Regions from separate parts of the Mus musculus genome. Here region 2 is linked to region 1. The links are chromatin contacts, called in public HiChIP or PLAC-seq maps. All regions are on one chromosome and are shown on one strand. The core of a region is the stretch at or near the end of the contact, and the rest is flanking DNA. Distances in the headings are between cores, read along the strand shown. Region 1 overlaps Runx1 (runt related transcription factor 1). Region 2 has its middle 27 kb from the start of Gm30695.

Region 1 (5,813 bases), core at 1,539-4,038:
TGTGTTTGCAGGAGGGAAAAGAAAAGTGAGAAGGGCTATTGGGAGGATATAGACGGCGAGAAAACCAGAAGGAATGGAAAGTGTGTTAAAATTATAAATAGGGGCTTGAATAAGCAGTAAGAATGGCTTATCCCATTTTTCTTTCTCTGGACCAGTATTCCCAACAGCTCCATTATCTCAGAATTGGCTTATGGGTCTTCCTTGAAGACAGCGAATGAGGAGACCGCTGGAAGCACCCGAAGGCAATGAACACAATTTCTCAGGTAGAGAAATACCTGCCCCGTGGAATCTATCTCCAAGACTACATGTGCCTGATGGATTTTTTTTTCTCTGAGACTAAATACTGCCTATGTTGATAAAAGTTTAGGAAGCACTAAATGGCTCTAACACAGTGACAAGCCTTCTTGATGCATGGTGCCCAGGGCGAAAATTCAATGTGTGAGATTATCTGCTCCTCTGAGGGCTAGCGTATCTTTAGATATCAAAATTAATATGAAAAAATAGAAATCTCTTTCCTTCGTCCTTCCCTACCGTTTTCTCAGGCCAGATACGGCAGCCTATGGTAAGAGGAACATCTAATGTTGGAGAAACAAACTCCTTTTGAGAAATTAAATTTTTTTTTATTTTTCTGACAACACAGCTGTCAAAGTGTTCTGTGGAATAACTGAGTGGAGACCGGATGGAGGAGGAAGGTATGGCTGATATGAAGATCTATTCTGAGTTTCTCTGAATCCTGCTAGCGCTCTTCTCCAGACAAGAGCAACCTGGTATCACAGGTTACCAAAGTGCTGCTGCTCTATGTAAGACAAAGAATCAACATATAGATATAGATATAGATAACTCAAAAAACAAGCTGTATTTTTTTTAAATAAGTCCAGCCGTTTTTGCTGCCTGCAGCCAAAGATCTAATCTGAATGCTTAAATTTATAAAATAATATTAATAATAATAAAAAAATCAAACACTGTGCTGAAGTCCTGCTTTCAAACGCTCTTCGGAGTTGACCTGACATCACTTCAACTAATTTAAGAGGTACATTAAAAAACAAAACAACAAAAGAAAAATCCAAACAACCAGATCATTTTGAGCACATGTATGTCAGAACCAGCGGTTAGGCTTCATACGTTGTAGAACAACTGGATTTTGACCAAGTCCTCCACTGTAACAACAGTACCATTACATTTACAGTGACACGATGCACATCTGAACCGTAGCCATGGCGGACTGCAGAGACCAGGATCTATCACACTGATGCACCCCAAAGGTCAGGGGCTCGGCCTGGTGGGAGAAGATGCTGGTGAAGGGGCAGCTTCTGAGGAGCATCCTGCACAGGTGGGCGTGGCATCTGCCTCCCATGACTGATTCCACTAAGACTGGGAGAAGGAAACCGGCTCCTTCAGACTTTTGGGGTACACTCTCTTAAAACTCAGCCTTTAGGCCTCAAAGACACCTGGTCTTAACTCTTCTATTTGGATCTTTGGGGTACAGCCTCAAGTTTTGGTTTTCATCAATGAACGGGTACTATTAATGGAAGGCAATTTAAAAATCACATTCAGTGGTTTGGGTCTATGTAAATACTATGTAAGTAAACCCCTGACCAACAGCTTACTTGGTTGAGCTCTGTGATAAAGCATGCCAGAATGAGGAGGCCTTGGGGCAAGTATATCTCCAGGCCAAAATGAAATCCTCTTCAGAGCAAATCCTTGGCACCTCTCTGAACCCTTTCAGGACAGAGTTTGCCTCTCTTTTTGAAGGGAAGGAGCCAGGTATGAGACTATTTGTTGAGCCTAGCAGAAAATTTTGTACTTCTGACCTTGGAGTGACCCTCAGTGTCTACAATCCAATTAAAAACATTGCTGCGTTACCTACCAACTTGTTTGAATAACATAAAGGGAGTTTAATGTAAACAATATTTCTAGTTAACCAAGCGATCTCTTTTTTTTCCAGACATCTTCAACGCAATAATATTTAACTTTGGCTATTATAAAGAAAAATGTAGTACTTGATATCTTTCTTAATATAAGTACATTTAAATAATTAAAAAAGTATCAACACATATGTAAATGTTCAAACATCAAGATACATAAATATCTAGGGATTTCTTTGTGGAAATACAGTAGTTAAAAAATGACCCAAAGCTGTAGCTGTCTCTTTAAAAATAAAAACAAAAACCAAACACAAATAAAACCCCCAGCTACATGAAAGTCTAAAAGTTAAATAAACCTTACAGAGAAGGGAATTTTATTTCTTTGAGTTGGTCAAAGGAAGAAAAAAAAGCAAGCTCAAATCTATACACACTTAAAAATAAATGACCACCCAGATGCAAACAGGCATTTTTGCAATCGATAAGGTGCGGAAAAGAAAACTCCGAAATAAGAAATAGATGCCAAACAGGATGGGCTGCGTCTTCCCCACCCCGAACCGAAAACATTCCACACTCTTTGGAATAAACAACGTGGTTAAAAAGTGAAGTCAAGGGTATAAAATCTTTCTTTTATTCACAGCATTGCTAAATCAGAAGCATTCACAGTTTCCCTCCGGGATTCTTCCTGGTGGCCTCCAAGGGCCCTCCTGGCGGGGTCTGTGCATGGACGGCAGGCCCAGTCCCTCGATGGCGATGGCGCTCAGCTCAGTAGGGCCGCCACACGGCCTCCTCCAGGCGCGCGGGGGGCATGTTGGTGGGCGAGTTGCTATGGCTGCCCTCGGTCTCCACCACGTCGCTCTGGCTGGGGAGGCTGGGGTTGAGCAGCGCGGCGCCGGTGGATGCGTTGGTGCAGGGCGGCAGGATGCGCGGGGGCGATCTCTCTCCGCCCACCATGGAGAACTGGTAGGAACCGGCCGAGGCGCCGTAGTATAGATGGTAGGAGGGCGAGCCGGTCTGGAAGGGCCCGGCCTGCGCCTGTGATGAGCCGGGGTAGGGCGGCGGCAGGTAGGTGTGGTAGCGAGAGGCCGAGCTCATGGCTGACATGCCGATGCCGATGCCCGACGTGACGGGCGGCGAGTAGGTGAAGGCGCCTGGGTAGTGCATGCGCGGGTCGGAGATGGACGGCAGAGTAGGGAACTGGCGTGGGTCGCCGAAGGCGGTCAGGTCCGGAGCCGCTGTGGGCGGGCAGAGGAAGAGAAGGCATGAGTGTGTGGTCAGGGAGGCACAGGCTTCCTAGACTGCCAGAGTGCTGCGGCTCAGGACACACAGGATTGCCCAGGGTGCCCCTGCCCACGGTGGGTGGGTGGGTGGGGCACAGCGAGTGCTCCTGCCCACGGAGGGGGGATCACGGAGAGTGCCTCTGACACAAAGAGTGCTCCCTCTCCAACACACTGGACTTGCCCAGAGAGTGTCCCTGCCCATGGAGAGGGACCACAGAGAGTGCCCTTGCCCCGGGGGCGGGGGGGGGGGCACAGCGAGTGCTCCTGCCCTATGACAAAGGACTAATCAGAGTGCTTCTGCCCATGGAGGGAGCGACCCAGAGAGTGCTCCCACCCCAACACACTGACTGCCAAAAGTGCCCCATCCATGGAGGGGGAAACCGGAAGTGCTCCCACCTAGGACACAGGATTGCCCAGACTGGCCCTGCTCATGGGGGGGGGGGGCATAGAGAATACCCCTGCCCCAAATACTGGACTACCCAGAGTACCCCTGCCCATGGAGGGGGGGGCCACAGAGAGTGACCCTGCCCACGGGGAGGGGAGCACGGCAAGTGCACCTGCCCTAAGACACAGGACTACCCAGAGTGCTCCTGCCCACGGAGTGGGGGCACAGCATGTGATCCTGCCCTAACACACAGGACTACCCAGAGTGCTTCTGCCCGGGGGGGGGGGACCACGGAGAGTGCCTCTGCCCATGTAGGGGGCTACACAGAGAGTGCTCCCCCCACAACACACTGCCCCTGCCTGTGGAAGGGGGGACCGCAAAATTGCTCCCACCCAGGACACAGGACTGCTCAGAGTGTCCCAGACCACCAAGACTGTTTCCAACCAGGTCACACAAGATTGCACAGAATGACTATGGGTGGGGGATGGGGGTGGCACAGGGAGTGCTCCTACTCAGGACACAGAAGAGTGCCCAGACTGGCCCTGACCATGGAGGAGGGAGCACGGAGAGTGCACCCACCCAACAGACTGGACTGCCCACAGCTCCCTGCCCAGGGAGGAGGGAACCACTGAGAATATTCCTGCCTGAGATGTACACTTACCTAGAAGTCAACAGGACAGATAACTACCCAAGATACTGTCACTTAAGAAGATGAGATTCTATGCAGAGGGCTGCTGCCAGGGAATGGTGGGTGGCGGGGACTATCTAGCAAGAAGTGGGCTTCCCCCAGCATGTTTGACATGACAGATGTCAAACAGTGTGACACAGAGCAATGGCAGATGCATTGCAGGGAGTGGTGGGCGGCATATGGTATGTATCCTGACACGCCGTAGCATATGTACCATATAGGTACCTGTCACACACACTGTAGTGTAAAGTTTCCAATACACATAAATGTTAGATCCCAGGTTGGCAAACTGTAGCTCATTGGCTAAGTCTGGCTGGGGAGAAGTTTTATGTGTTCTAGGAATTAAGAATGAATTTTACCTTTTCAAATGGTTGTAAGACTAAAAATAAAAACACACAAAAATTGTATTTCTACTCTGTTGCGACATAGCTTCAACCTATAGCACAAGTTGGCACCTGTGTGCACTTTCATGGGCGCTAAGTAGCTCCTATTGCTGTTGAGTGACCAGGACAACAGAGTGTCCAAAGCTTAACAACTTCTCTTTGGTCCTTTACTGGGGGAGAAAAAAAAGCCTATCCTCTAATGAAAGCATCAATACTGACTGGTATATTGCTAATATAATCAGTACATTGGCATAACAATATTAATATAACAATATACAATGGCATAACATTAAAATAACTGAGGTCATGCATCCACTGATATGTTGATAGTAGAATATTATATGTTAAGTATGTTATAATAACAATATTATGTCATTGCACTTAGTAGTCAGGTTGGATAATAGAAAACTGTCATTTTTGTAGACTCTGATCCCTTGAAAGTTGGCTAATTTCCTATTATTAGGTGCAGTGCGTGTTGTGGTAGGGACGACGTGAATGTCGGTGATTGACACATCACTTGCCTCTGTCTCTGCCTTCTGACTTGTTCCCATCTATAGTAACCTTAGACATTTGACTTCATGTCTCGTCTTTATCTAAGACCTGAGTCACTGTTTTCTTCTTAAAGGTAATTTTACTTGTGATTATGCTTGTGTGGTTATGAGCCTGTGTGTGTGCAGTGCCCCCAGAGGCTAGAAGTGGGTGCCAACATCCCCCAGAGCAGTGCATGCTCTAAACCACTGAGTCATGGCTCCAGCTGCTGTGTCACTCACTAGCTTCTAACACAAATGGATAGCAAAACTTGTTTTGTCCAGAAATGACAGACTTTCTTTACAAGATTCATTTTGAATTTACAGTTCTACAGACTGCCCTTGCTTCACCGGCTCCCTCTGCACTTGGCACGTGTGCATGCTGCCTTTGAGGCAGACCAGGGGACAGGAGGGACAGGAGGGTTCCCTTGCCAAAAGTGCCACTGCTGGCATCTTTGGGCTGTATTATGTCTAGCGGGTGTTTGGAGACTGATAACTGTTTGGTGGCATCTTCCTTCTTTACCCACAAGATGCCTCTAGTGGCCTCCCTGCCGACCCCCTGCCCGCTACTTTGACATCCAAAAGAATCTCCAGACATTGCGAAATAACTGAGAATGGTTAGGAAGGGATGCACATCCGCCCACCAGCTGCCACAGTGAGTTAGGACGGTGTTTCGGGTAGCTTGTGT
Region 2 (5,813 bases), core at 2,391-4,890, 950 kb after region 1:
TCCAAGAGAAGCAGTCTGATGGCCTTGAGCTCATCTTGGTCATCCATTTTCCTCATTACTGGTGGCACCTACTTAGACGTCCCTGAAACGGAACAAGCAAACATCCCATTTCCACTGCAAGCATCCCTAAGATATATTGGGTTATTGGCCCTTTCCTCTCTATAAATGTTTGTAACTGTTACAGTTTAGATCCCAAATGTTCCCCACAAAGGCAGTGTCTACAGCCTTTTTCCACAATTGTTGGTGCTACTGGAGGGGGTAGGGACAATGAGGGGTAGGGGCTACTTAGAGAAAGCAAGTTACTGTGGACATGTCATAGAAGTGTATGTTGGGACACAGACTCCTTTCTCTTTGTTCCTTGGCCACGGTAAAGAGAACCTCTTAGTTCAGCATTACGGTTCTGCTTTGCCTCAGGCCCAGAAACAACAGTCACGTGACCATGGACAGCGACAAATAAACCTTTCCTCCTTTTAAGTGTCTGCTTCGGGTATTTTGTCACAGCAATCAAAAGCCGATTAACAACCAGATTTGGGGGAAGGTAGTATACTTCTTAGCACAAGCATTCGTCCCAGCCCCAGGCTAACTCTGGATTCTAGTTGTGAAACTAGAGATTGTCTTAGTCAAGGTTCATCATATAAAAAATACTAGAAATTAATCTATGCTGCCTTAGTCACAAAAGGAAATTTGTAAGACAATTGTTGTTGTCCCTGGTGGAACTCATGGATGAGGAGACTGGAGAGCCTGGGACCTACCAGTTTCTCCACCCCTCGTGTCTGTGTCTCTGTCTAATTGTCTGATTCGCCCAGATCTTCAGAACATTAGCCTCTGCTTCTGTGTTCACAGAGCAAAAGAGCAACATCCTCTTAGCATCTCCAAGAAACATGAGACCATTCACAAGCCCCTTAAACTCAGAATTCCTGAGACTGAGCTCCAAGCTCATCTCTCAAAGGTCCCAACACCCATGGGACAGGACTGACCACATTTGTGTAAGATGTCCACAGCAGCCACGATGCATAAGAGAGCAGGCAGAGATAGAACTAGAGAAAGGAACCATGCTGTGGACAATGATATTAACCAAAGGGATAAGGGCAAAATGTAAGTTTAAGAAATAAAAGGGCCATCTAGCATCTAACACAAAATATAATTGAGTGTCTGCAAAATGAAAAGACACTGATATTAATTTCCAGATTGAGGAGGTCCCTTGGATGGGCCCGCTTGTCTGTTTCCCAACTTCATGGGCACCTGCGGGTGGTGTGTTCATTCCTAAGGCTGAGCCTCACGCTACATTGTTCCATGTTTTTTAAAGCTAAGCCTCACGCTACATTGTTCCTTGTTTTCTAAAGCAGAAGGGTTTCACAGCCAGGTTTCTCCCAGTATCCAGGAGAGGCTGGGGTCCATCGTATGCCTATATTCCTGGAGATGTACTGTTCCTCTACAAAGTAAACTAATCTGTGGAAACCATGGTTATTTTCCACATTTTTTAAGTTAGCGGTTCTGTAACCGCCTTTATTTTGAGACTTCTCCAGGGAATGAACCCAACCAGGGCATCATGCATGCTAGGCCAGAATTCTGCCTTCAGTCAAGTTGATTTTGTTATGAGTTGTTTCTCTGCCTGTTTTATTTTTCAAATATTAAATATGGACATTCTTTGAGGAAGACGGAAAAAAAACAATAAAAGTCAAATTATTATCTTTATACTTTGTGCCTCCCCCCTGACGACAAAAACACTCTGACTGTGTGTGCAGCTTATAAGAAGAGAGAGTACACCATGCCGTCCTGGGACGGAGACCTGGAGAAGCTAGACACTCCCAAACCCAGGCCCAGAGCAGATAGCAAGTCTTAAAGCCTGGAAGACTTGGCGCTCCTGAAGCCAAGGCCAGCTCTGGCTTTATATATCGAACGTGGGAAACTAGAAAATCACTAACTGGCTTTACTTTTGCTACATGACAACTTCCAGGGGTCAACATGACTCCCAAGAAGGATGTGGCACCATATCTGTGCGGCACCATATGGATACCTGAATCATTATGGATACCTGAATCAAGCCCGGTATGCTCACAGGCCAGTCCCAAATGCCAAAGCAATAGACACTGACCACAGACACTCAGTTGAGGGGTCCAGACAGTCAACCTGAAAAGGACAAGAACTCTCATAGGAAGACCAACCATGTACATTAACCTGGACCCCGGGAGCTCCCAGAGACTGCATCGCCAACCAAAGAACATACACGGGCTAGCCCAAGGCCCCCAGCCATATGTAGCAGAGGACTGCCTTGTCAGGCCTCAGTGGAAGAGGATGCGCCTAATCCTGTAGACTTGATACCCCAGGGAAGGGGGACGCCCAGGAGAGGGGGAGGGAAGAGCACCCTCTCAGAGGCATAGGGGAGGGAGAATGGAATGAAGAACTCTGAGTGGGGGAGGGGACTTGGAGGAGGGCAACATTTGGAATGTAAGTAAATAAAATAATTAAATAAAAAGTCTCAACATGCTGATATCATTTTAAAGAGGAGTATCTGGGGGGGAACGAACAGTTATCTGAGGAGACGCTACTCGACCGCTTCTCACGCTGACACTGTTAGCCTCTCTAGTCAAAACTGCACCTTCCGCGACCTCCTCTCCAGAGAGGCCAAGTCTTTGGGTCTGGGGTTAAGACCCCAAAGTCAAGGCTTCAACAGGCACCAGGTCTGGGGCAGCTGTCCAGAAACCACGGTGGGAAAACAGGGCGCGGACAGTGGGAGGATGTGGAGAGGAACCGGAAGTTTAGACTGCAACACAGTCAGGGGAAGGCTGAAATGAAGGATCCCAGCCAACTGCTCCACCCACTTCTCTGCTTTTGAAGAGTCTTTGTCTCAGGAAGAGAACGTTCTGGAAGGGCTGAGCAACCATAGAGGGAAGCAAGAGGAGTCTCTAGCAACACCAAGTGCCAAAGTACCAAACCTAAGCCAAGGCTTAAAGCAATCATTAATGCCTGATGTAAGGTTATAGACGAATAAGGAATGGAAATAAGGGGAAAGAACGCACCGAGTCGATGTTATTGATTTACACGTTCAGAGAAATGCCAGAACTATTATTTAGATGTCAAAATAACTCCAAGAAGAGTTTTGATACAAGGCTGTTTTGATAATTTGAAACCGAATACCTGCCGGCTTTGAGACAGGGCTCTCAGACACCCAGCCTCTGTAAATCCCGCTGCGCCTCTCTGAGCAGGTCACATTTCGTCTTCCAAGGTTATACCGTGTTAAATTATATGCAATTTCAAAAAGAGCAAACCCTTGTCCCGTACTAGAGTCCCCTTGTCTTAAAGGCATGCTCTGGCTCAAATTAATTTATAGCCCGAGGGGATTTGGGGAGAGAAAGCTAAAAATTCCAAGCGAAAATAGCCCAGAATCTGGTTGCTTCTTAAATATCAAGGGATGTTGTCTGGGGGCTAGGAAGGGCTGTGCAGGGCTACAGGTAAACAGAACAGTGGGGAACTGTCAGGTCCGATAGATGCTTCACAGCGGAAAGGTCCTGCTGGATGCAGAGAGCATAAAAGTAGGAGCCCAGCACCCAGCAAACCGCTAAGCTCAGCACAGCTGGTGGAGCAGGGGAGCAGAGGCAGTGAAAATGATCTCCACTCGCCTTCCCAAGCCCTTCCTGCAGAGGACTCAGCGGTCGGTCAGACTTTCACTAGGGGCTTGCTCGGATTCGCTACTTTCTCTGTGTCCGCTCCTCTCTCCCGCCACTTGAGATGCGGCTTAGTTGGAGGCCCCTGTGGTTAAAATCACAATATTAATTCAGAATAATCTTCTCAATGAGTAACTTCCTTGCCCCGAAGTCTCATCCAACTCCACCCTAAGTAAAAGGACTAAGTTTTTCCAGCTCTGCCATAGAAAAATGAATACAGTGATTCCAAAAACAATTCCAGTCTTAAGAGCTGGGGTCTCCTTTATACTAAGGTGTTTGAAGTAACTCCTTTTTGTTGCCAATTAAGTTTAACAGGGGTCGTTTAAATGTATACGACTTTTAAGGATTCCCCAACCTGAAAATCTAAAGCAGTAGTTCTTAACCTGAAGGTCGTGACCTTTTGGGGGAGGGGGTCAATCAACCTTTTCACAGGGGTCACTTAGGACCCTTGGAAAGGACAGATATTTACATTACAATCCATAACAGTAACAAAATTACAGTTATGGAGTGGTAACTAAATAATTTTACAGCCGGAGTCACCACACCATGAGGAACAGGATCAAAAGCAGCATTAGGGAGGTTGAGAACACAGCTTGAGAGCAGTCATTTGCAGGGTAATTGAATGCATGCATTGAAGTATGCTGTGTGCTAGAATACCAAGCCTCATGCTACCTTCAAGCAGTGTCGAGATGCAGCTCAGCATCTGTTCTCTGGCATTTGAGAAAAACAAAACAAAACAAAACGAAACAAAAACAAAAACAAAAAAAAAAAAAAACATGACTATAAGTCTCCATTAGAATCGCCAAATATCTGTTTTCTCACTAAAACCATGGAGTCTTGCAGCAGCCTGATAGCAAAGGTCCTGAAACAGCCCTGACTGCATTAAGTCTCAGGAACATGGCATGTTAGAAAGGCTTCATTAGATAGATTTTTCTAAATCTCGGAGCTTTGCTTAGGCACTCGCAGTACCTGTCACCTGCCCCGTGCACTCTCAGTAAGAATGTACCTGAGCCCTCTTGACTTAACCAGTCCCTTAAGTTTGGGTTCCCATGTATCTTTCCAGTCTTGTTTATTTTCTCCTTGCTTCTGGTACTGGGTTATTTTTGAATCTATATAGTTTAGCATGCTAGCTACTTGTGGTGGTTTGAACAAAAATGACCACCACATGCCCAAAGGAAGTGACACTATTAGAGGGTGTGGCCTTGTGGGAGTGGGTGGGGTTTTGTCGGAGGAAGTGCATCACTAGGGGTGGGCTTTGAGGCCTCAGATGCTCACGCCTGGCCAGTGTGTCACTGCTACTTCCTGCTGCCTGCTGACCTGGATGTAGAACTCTCAGCTTGCCCTCCAGTACCGGGTGTGCCTGCATGTCACCATGCTTCCTGCCATGACTGATCAGTTCATGGACTGATCCTCTGAACTGTAAGCCAGCCCCAATTACACACTGTTCTTTATGAGAGTTGCTATGTGGTCATGGTGTCTCTTCACTGCAATTAAGGCCCTAACTAAGACAATACTCAATGTGTGCTTCCATTCCATGGAAATACCCTCTTTAAAATTCTCTTACCTCCTGGTGATCAGATCCACCCGCAGTTATAGGGCCAAAGACACAATGGAGGTAAAGAAACAGCTGCAGGAGAATACAAAAAGAAGAGGCTACAGGTGTGCTTGCTGTCTTTAGAGATATCACACGTGTGTTCGCGGTGTATTTTACATATGTGTGTCAGATAACAGCCTTTGTGTTGGGAAGGCACTCCCAGCTAACCTCTTCAGTAGGTAGGACCATACTCAAGGATTTCCTGTCACCAACACCAAGACCCCAGTGAGTGACAAGAGCCATGGCATCCTCTTTCCTGGTGACTGACCAAGATGGCCAACCTACCAAATGAAATGAACTTAACTATGTTCTCCTATTGCTGGCTCAGAGATAGCTTTACACTGTCCTGTGAACTTCAGGAAACACGGTGTTCTCACTGAATTCCTGAGGAAACTGCCTGTCGCTTGCTTCACAGTTTCCCCAGCTGGACTCAGCTTAAAACCATCTTATACCTGACTCTAGGTGCCTATCTTTGTTTCTTACAACATTTCCATCTCAGTCACTTCAAAATACATAAATGTATGCCTGGTATATTGGTATACAAGTCTGTAATC

Evidence for each region. HiChIP or PLAC-seq counts read pairs in DNA pulled down with a chosen protein or histone mark.
Region 2: an H3K4me3 HiChIP or PLAC-seq map of craniofacial prominence shows a contact between it and region 1, with 7 times the contacts expected there. The contact joins two enhancer-like sites. A contact is called at or near these places in 2 of 484 Hi-C or Micro-C datasets (bone marrow-derived macrophages and embryonic stem cells), 6 of 115 datasets of contacts at active chromatin or transcription factors (craniofacial prominence, differentiating embryonic stem cells, embryonic basal ganglia and 3 more) and 1 of 9 other capture datasets (embryonic stem cells).

Annotation. Positions count from the first base shown.
Region 1 is chr16:92,603,028-92,608,840 of GRCm38.p6, forward strand. Runx1 (runt related transcription factor 1) reads right to left here. Exons shown (of 8, transcript NM_001111021.2): 8 at 1-3,097. The coding sequence ends at 2,628. Among named protein-coding and RNA genes, the nearest start is that of Gm30224, 9.8 kb to the left of the region's middle. Within about 2 kb of position 2,789, at least 55 of the 459 cell types and tissues checked have an H3K27ac peak or open chromatin away from gene starts, as enhancers often do. A contact at or near this core is called in craniofacial prominence, where this site is marked.
Region 2 is chr16:93,555,086-93,560,898 of GRCm38.p6, forward strand. No RefSeq gene overlaps it. Among named protein-coding and RNA genes, the nearest start is that of Gm30695, 27 kb to the left of the region's middle. Within about 2 kb of position 3,641, at least 12 of the 459 cell types and tissues checked have an H3K27ac peak or open chromatin away from gene starts, as enhancers often do. A contact at or near this core is called in craniofacial prominence, where this site is marked.